2 separate regions of the Rattus norvegicus genome follow, and region 1 is linked to region 2. The links are chromatin contacts, called in public Hi-C maps. All regions are on one chromosome and are shown on one strand. Each heading gives the region's core, a stretch centred on a gene start, on an enhancer-like site or on the middle of the called end of the contact. The rest is flanking DNA. Distances are from core to core; before and after follow the strand shown. Region 1 has its middle 76 kb from the start of Trmt9b. Region 2 overlaps Dlc1 (DLC1 Rho GTPase activating protein).

Region 1 (4,127 bases), core at 1,572-4,071, 57 kb before region 2:
AGAGGCGAGTAAATTGTCACAGTATTTATCTTGTGGAGTTTTATGAGCCTGAGGTTTTTAAAAATATTAAATAAAAACTTAAATATCACCAAACCGAAAAGACCTGTCAAAAACATCTCAACGCCCAATGTGCGTTTACACCGGGGAACGCTGAGCTCTTGGAGCGTAGAAAGTCACACATGTTTGAGAGGGGTACAATTGGTATTGTAAATCACAGCTGGGACTGGCAGAAGGTTTTTGTAAAAGTTGAGAAGGTTTCTTGGAAATATTTAGACCTAAAAAAGCAGAAAAAGCAAACAGAAAAATTGAGGCTGATCAGAAAGTAAACAACTCCCCCCATGTTCTTACCCAGGAGCATAATTACCAACAGACGTCCTACACGAAGAACACAAAAGTCACACGGAAAAATTAGAAACAGGCAGGGACCCCGGTGGAGCGATACGGAAACCAACCCACCCACAAAACTCTCAACCCAAAACTTATCCTGTCTAAAAGAAATGCGGGGGGGGGGGGGGGGGGGAGGAGGGCTGGAGAGATGGCTCAGCTGTTAACAGCACTGGCTGCTCTTCCAGAGGTCCTGAGTTCAGTTCCCAGCAACCACATGGTGGCTCACAACCATCTGTAATGAGATCTGATGTCCCGTTCTGGTGTGTCTGAAGTCAGTGACAGTGTACTCATATACATAAAATAAATAAATAAATAAATAAATAAATAAATAAATAAATCTTTAAAAGAGAGAGAGGGAGAAATGCAGGGACAGGGGATGGAGCAGAGTCTAAGGGAATGGCCATCCAATAACCGGCCCAACTTGAGACCCATTCCATAGGCAAGGACCAATCCCTGACATGATTACTGGAGAAGTGACAGTCAGTCCGGCGACTCTGATCAACATGATACTCTGTTACGCTTGCAGACAGGATTCTAGGACAACTGTCCTCTGAGGGGCTCCACAGACCAACTGACTCATACAGATACAGACAATCACAGTCAAACAGTGGATGGAGCCTGGGGACTGGTATGGAAGAATAGGAGGAAGAAGGATTGTGGACCCTAAGGGGATAGGAACTCTACAAGAAGACCAACAGAGTCAACTAACCTGGACCCTCGGGGCTCTCAGAGACGGAACCACCAACAAAGAACATACACAGGCTAGCACTAGGCCTTCCGGCTCATACGTAGCAGATGTGCAGCTTGGTTTTCATGTGGGTCCTGAACAACTGGAATGGGGGCTAGCCCAAAAGCTGTTCCCTGTGGGATATGTTCTTCTAGCTATGCCTTGTCTGGCCCCAGTGGGAGAGAAGCGCCTAGCCTCCCATAGACTTGAAGTGCCAGGTGAAGGGATATCGGGGAGGGGGGGGGGGCAGCTCAGAGGAGAAGGGGAGGGAGAAAAGGATTGGGGGAGGTGACCAGGAGGAGGACAGTGAACAGGATGTAAAATGAATAACTAAAAAAAAGAAAGAAAGAGAGAAAGAAAGGAAGGAAGGAAGGAAGGAAGGAAGGAAGGAAGGAAGGAAGGAAGAAAGATTAAAAACCAAACGCTTTTCGTGGTTCGGGGATTCTGTAGGTTACAAAAATTTGTTGGGGTCAGTAATAAATTCGACCCTCCTGGAGAACAGGAGAGCTAGGTGCAAGGCTTCCTCCGGTTTTAGCTTGTTTCAGTCAGCAAATTTTCAAATACAGTCAACCAAGCAGTAAAGCTTTAGCCCTTGAGTCGCTAGATGGCGCTAAACCCACTTGTGGAGAACCCGAGGAAGCCATCAGCGTGGGACAACCAAGACTGTAAAACAAGTTTCCTATGTGGTTCCATTTTAAATGTTCATACTCAGATACAGACACAGATGAATTTAAAAAAAAATGCCATTTGGCACATTTAGACCTAATTGAATTTAATAAGAACAGAACAGAACTGGAGAAGTGACAGCCAGCCCAGCGACTCTGGTCAACCTTTGTCAGGACGAAACCCAATCTCCAAACTCTAGAAGCTCCAGGAACAAAACAGGAAGCAAACACACTGTGGACTTTTCTTTGCAGATAAAGCCCGACATTTGTAATATTTGTGTAGAGACAATGGGGCCTGGATAATAAAGGCTCACGGAGAACATGCAAGAGGATAATATAGAATTAACCGAAAAGAAGTTATGAGGGCTTAGAACACATGGACTCACACGGTATCATATCATAAGGGAGGGAACCACGTATTTCAGAACAGCAAGTCGCAGGGAGCAGAAAGTGAACCTTTGAGCCAGAGATTCTGAACCGGAAGGAGCCTCGACAGAAACAGAACTGGGCCAGAAGATGAAATAACTTGCCCAAAATTACTTAGGTCATTAGTGGCAGCTGTGTGAGGAACCCTCGCTGTGGCTAACTGGTGTCTTTTTTGTTTTCTTTTCCATAAGGCACATGTCTAACTGAAACCCCTTCACAGAGGCTAATGAAATGCATGCAGAAGCCTCCCCTCGCTCGCTCTCCACTCTCTGCACACACGTGTACATGTGCACACACATCCACCATTATAAACATATACAGGAAATTGAAGGGAGCCGTTCTGAAGCCTCGGCAGTGCCCAGTCGCTGTTGCCCCAGATAACATATCAAACGCCCGGCTGGAAACGAGCTGCGCTGGCCTTCACACAGGAAGTCTGACTCCAGCTGTTGGCTCCTATTTAACAATCTGCCCCATATTCACAAAGAATGCCAGGACAAAACCACACGAGGGTAAAATAGACAGAAACCAACCGGCGATCTTTTCCTAAGGAAGGGCACTTGAATCCGAGAAGTTTAAAGGGAGGCCTGTTGACTGTGCAGGAAACTTGGTAACTGTGACGTCATTGTCTTATCCAGCCCAGAGAAACAGCCTTTTACAGCAGTTCTTCAAATTAACTCTGACTCAGAGTCACATTTAATCTCGACTGCTCTTAATAGTTCTAATTATCGTTTGATACATTTTGATCCCATGAGAGGCATTGAAGGGACCTTTCCTAGTAGCTACCCCTACATAGAAGCCTTGGGGTAAGACAAGGCTTAGGGTAGGACTGTTTCCAGCCCCTTAAAACAAAATAGGGTGAGTTACCTATTGTCTCATATATCTTCTTTTCAGTGAGGAAGTGAGAGTCTATGGCTTATGGCATAGGAGACCCCATAAACCAGCTGTTCTCAACCTGTGGGTCATATATATATTATATGTCCTATATATCAGATATTTACACTAACATTCATAACTAGAAAAATTATGGTTATGGCATAGCAATAAAAATAATTTTAAGGTTGGGGTCACCATAACATTAGGAACTGTATTAAAGGGTCGCAGCATTAGGAAGGCTGAGAACCACTGCTGGAAACTGTAGGCTATTTTCCCACCCACCTCCCACCCCTCCCCTGGTTTAATTTTCTCTTTTGTCTCAACAGTAGGGGCTTGGCCTCAAGAGAGGAAGGAAAAAATGACCTGGTGCCTCTTTTGCAGTGGGGTCAATTTGGAAGTCTTTATAAGACTAACAGAGACACACATATCCATCTCAGAACTCACCATACTCTTAAAAGCTGAAAATTACAAACCCAGGCCTGTAAACCCAGCCAGCCCTCGAGGGGACGAGGCAGGAGGATCAGGAGTTCAAGGTTGTCTTCTGCTACATGGCAAGTTCAAAGTCAGCTAGGCTACTGCAGACCTGATCTCATTAAACAAAGACAACAGAAGCGTCTAAACGTAAAGCAGTCAGTTGCCTTTTATCCATTCCAAGACCCCAGAGGGTGCCTAAAACTCAAGAGTAGAATTTTGTGCATTTTAAAAAAAAATATTTATTTATTTATGTATTTATTTTTCTTTTTCAAGACAGAATTTCTTTGTTTCGTCTGACTCTTCTGGAACTCACTCTACAGACTAGACTGGCTTCAAACTCAGAGATCTGCCTGCCTCTGGAGTGTTGGGATTAGAGGTGTGTGCCACCTGCCCTTTTGTTTTTTCTAAGCTTACACTTTCGTACTGAAATTAAAGGCTAAAAGTGAATTTTTTATTTCAGATGTATCAGAGGGGGAAAAAAAACCTACCAAAATATAGTATCCACAATAAATTATTGGATCCTAACCACGCATAACTTAATAAATTTTTGGAAAACCTTGGTCACGCCCTTCAAA
Region 2 (4,253 bases), core at 990-3,489:
ACCTACTGCTCAGGGCAAACGAAAGATGACAGTGGACTTGACTATGAACATGTACAATGGACCTTTTATACTTCCCGACTCATCCGGAACATTTATTTTCTCTTTCTTTTTTAGGACAAGGATGGTCTTGACCCTCTGATCCTCCCAACTCTAAGAACTCCAAAGCGCTGGGTTACAAGTGTGCACCACCACACATGGTTTATGTGGCGCCGGACAGAAAACTCGGTACTTTACGTGTGCTGCACAATTACTCTGCCAACACACTCCCAGGTCACAAAAATCACGTTTCGGTAAGGATACATCAACCTATCACACACACCAACTTCAAACTCAGGTTTTGAGAAGGTTTTCCCCGCAAAAGGCTGACACGTGTTTCAGTTGGTCCCATGGAACCTGACACCGACCGTCGTTAAGAAAACCCGGGGATGCTTACACTGGTAGATCTGCAGGAACGTTTCGGAGAGTTTGTTCGTCATGAGGGGCTCGGGGAGATCTCGGAAATATTGCTTTAACATGTCTGCCACATCGTAAGCAGATTGGCCTTCATAGTTGACGTAATCTTCCGCGCTTTCGTTCATCTGGCGTAGGGCCTGGATCCGGGATTTGACACCTGACTTCCTGAAGAGCCCAACCTTTTGGAGGAAAAACATTAGGGATGAGCGGGGAAGCAGAGTCTTCTCCACGAGGTGAGAGAAAGCATGCAGCGTGAAGCTCAGCTCCCACGCGTGGAATCCACAGGAAGCTGTGCTCACCTGGTCCAGACAATGGTTACGGAGGTAGCGCATGGCCTGCTGGATGCTCTGAGGCAGGGGCTGTCCTGAGCGCTGCACATTCACGGTCAGGGGGACCCCAAACACACTCCGGTCCTTGTAGTCTGGAACCTTGATCCTTTTCATAAACTTGGGCACGGCCCTGTTTAAAGAAGATGTGGGGGAAGAGTTAAGCATTTACTTCCCTGAATTGGCTCACCCCCTTTTTTCAGCCCCCTCTCCCATGAATTTGATCTCTTTCAATACAGGGACCATTTAAATGAAAATTAAAGTGACCAGTTCACTTTCATAGCTGTAGTAGCCACATTAGGCCTTACTAGGTCAGTAACTTCTATAATACATCATGGGTATAGAATGCCCTATCACCCAATTATTAGACAATGTCACAGGAATTTTTTTTTGGTGGGGGGTGGGGTGGGCAAAGTGCTCTTGGCTGTCGAACCCAGAGACCCTGGAGTCTCTCTAGGCAACGCCCTGCTACTGAGTCACACCCCTAACATGTCCCGGTTCCTTTGTTTTTTTTTCGACTCTTTCTTATGTAGCCCAGTCTGGTCTCGATATTTGAAGAGCTGTAGCTGTAAGACCTGGTCAAATATCCTCATCTGGGGAATCTGTTAACTCCTGCTAATCTTGAGAACGGCTGTCTGTGGTCCTCGGGGAAGCTAATGGACTTCCTTACATGAGAATGGTACAGGAAGGAAGAGGCAAAAATACATAATACCCTATTAGGGACTTCTGATGTGAGCTTGAGGAACGACTTCCCACCTTTCCTAAAAGAGTATGAATCCCTTCTGGGTTCTTGAAGAGATCTGAATTGCTTCATATAAAAGAGATCTGGGTAATACTGCATAAAAATCAGCAGACACAAAGCGGACTGTCTTGTCATACTGAGAACCTAGACCAGAGCTCAAATGGGGCACGACCCGAAGTCAAAATAAATTCCCCTGCCTATGACCCCAAAGAACACAGCATCTTCAGGCTTCTATGGGAAAGGGGAAAGATACAATGGGAGTTTTGTGAGGCTCCGGGAGGCGGCCAGGCAGCCTGAAAGCAGGCCCACCCCCAGCTATAAACACGACACCAGGAAACACATGTCAGGCATTTAAGGCAGGTATCTGCGCTCTATGACTGACGCCTTGAGTGAGAGCAGAAAGGGCAGAGCCAAACAGGAAAGGGACTTTGGGCTGAAGTGCTCCTTGCTGACCGAGCTCTACAATGCCAGGCCTTTACATTTTGGTTTTGACTCACTGGAAAAACTGACCAGAACTGAAGTAGAAGGGTGGACTTGGAGATTTTTTTTTTTTTTTTGAGGGTTTGGTGAGAAAAGGGGTAGACAACCCTGAAAGGAGAATGTAAAATATGCAGTTTTAAATAGCACTGAGGAAAATATTACTCTAAGCACCGAGGGACACCACAGAAAACCGACTTCTGGGTGCTTGCCCACACGGCGGCCGTGACATGCCACTCTTGATGGCTCTAGAAAAGGAAAAGCCAAAGGGTAGAGCCTGATTTGTATTTCCACACAGTCAGGCAGACAGTGGGTGCTGCAGCAGAAGCGTGCACAATGCTGGCTTTGTTGTGCGTGGCAAGCCTGGCTGTGGAATGTGGAAGAACACATTACAGTCCCCACTGAGAATCTGAAGCACTCTGGGATAGACTGGTCGATATGGATTTCTGTCATTGAGAACAAAGGCTTCTGTATTTAGCAAGGCTCCTGTTACTGCCTTAGCTAGGAAGTGCTTTGAGGCCCGTGTACATTCCTAGGAGGGAGGAGTGAGAGCATCTAAGAGCCGTGGACCCTGCCTCAGACTACGTCAAGCCATTTGGGCTGGTCGCAGAGTGTTCCAGTGACATGGGCTGCATCTCTGTTTTCCTAAAGATTGGACTACAAGCTCCCTGACGTTGAGTGAAAAGATTCAGGGACGACTGGGACACTACGAAACACAGAGACCTGGACCCAGGCACAGTTCTTGTCTTTGCACTATGAGTGTGGGCAGAGATTATGTCCCGCCCACCACCCATCTAGCCTGAATGTCCACATCTTAAGACTGTACACCCAAGGCTGACTCTTCAAGATTATGATGCTAGACATCTAATACATTTCAATTTTAAAAATATATTTGTACATAACAGATAGAACCGGTCTCCAAACACCAAAACAAACAAACAAACAAACCCCAAAACTCAAAGAAACAGAAGCAGTATATACATAAGATATTATAGCTAACCATTTATTACTCCCTGAGCATTTTTGCCAGAAAGTTCCCCACCCAAATAAACAACAAAACAAAAAACCCAAACCCAAAATAAAAAACTTTTTAGCACAGGTAGATTTTCTTGTCATGCTCAAAACCTTCACACTCAAAACTGACTGACAACGTGATGGTGTGTGGACTCAGCGTAGACCAGGGCCTGAGTTCAATTCCAAACACTGTTTTTAGAAAAAGCCTCTAAAACCATGCACGGGTATGGATATGGTCAAGTAGCTTCGTCCTATCTCACCATTTCTCCTTCCTTCCTCCCGGGATCCTGACGTGAGAGTGTCAGTGTATTTAGCTAGTGGGGGTTATTCCTACAGCTGGCAAGATGGCTGTGCAGTATGACGTCACAGGAATGCAATCTCTCATGGAAAGGGCCGGAAACCCAACCAACCAGTCCTGCAGCTAACTCCCCGAGGCTCCGGGAGCTTTAGCCGTGGAGACTGACTGCCTAAGGATGACAGATTGGCCATTTTGACAGAAGACAGAGCAGTCATACGCTTAGTGCTGGGGACAACCTCAGGGAGTGTGATAACATCACCCAGAGTGACTGCTCACCACGCACTTAGCTCTCTTACCAGCTGAAGCCATGCTTGTTGGAAGGCGTGTACTTTTCCAGCAGGGCCGTCAATTTCAGGAGTGAGTATTTCTGCAGTAGGTTCATCTGGGCCACAGACTGACAGTTAATCTGCAGAGACACAGAGTTCAGGCTCGGCCGGTGAGAGCTCTGAAAGCTATGCCATCTCAGTCTGTGCCTGCAAGAGAACAGGGCGGGAGGAGTGAGGCGAGACAAGACAGGTCAGAAGCTGCTCACAGGGACCCCCAGCACTGACACTCCTTTCCCGATTTCCCTCCATTGTAAAATAGCCCTTCCTATGTAACCCCGAAGGTTGGTTCTAGAGCACTGCAGATATGTGGACTCGGGACACTCGGGCCTCTTAGACCTCTTACAGAAGACAGACAATGTCTATGCATATCGGGAGCGCCCTCCTACTCAGTGCAAGTTTATAAGCCCGATTGCTTATAATAACCTGCTAAGTGACAAGAAGACAGTTTCTCCCCTGAGCATTTCTCGTCTGTGCCTGGCAGAGTCTGAAGATTTGGAGCTGCAGGAAAACCAAGTGTACAGGCACTTAGACCATTTTAACCACTTCTAAGTACACCCCAGGGTGGCATAAAGTCCGATTATATTGTGCAAACACCACCACCTTCCAGGATCCACTGT

The links. Hi-C and Micro-C count contacts between places; a contact is called where the count stands out from the background.
Region 1: a Hi-C map of Schwann cells shows a contact between it and region 2, with 4 times the contacts expected there. The contact joins two enhancer-like sites. A contact is called at or near these places in 5 of 12 Hi-C or Micro-C datasets (the Rat2 cell line, Schwann cells, hepatocytes and 2 more).

What each region holds. Positions count from the first base shown.
Region 1 is chr16:62,417,090-62,421,216 of GRCr8, reverse strand. No RefSeq gene overlaps it. Among named protein-coding and RNA genes, the nearest start is that of Trmt9b, 76 kb to the left of the region's middle. Within about 2 kb of position 2,821, at least 12 of the 93 cell types and tissues checked have an H3K27ac peak or open chromatin away from gene starts, as enhancers often do. A contact at or near this core is called in Schwann cells, where this site is marked.
Region 2 is chr16:62,359,842-62,364,094 of GRCr8, reverse strand. It overlaps Dlc1 (DLC1 Rho GTPase activating protein), which reads right to left. Exons shown (of 18, transcript NM_001370997.1): 10 at 3,607-3,783; 11 at 753-912; 12 at 434-632. Among named protein-coding and RNA genes, the nearest start is that of Trmt9b, 130 kb to the left of the region's middle. Within about 2 kb of position 2,239, at least 27 of the 93 cell types and tissues checked have an H3K27ac peak or open chromatin away from gene starts, as enhancers often do. A contact at or near this core is called in Schwann cells, where this site is marked.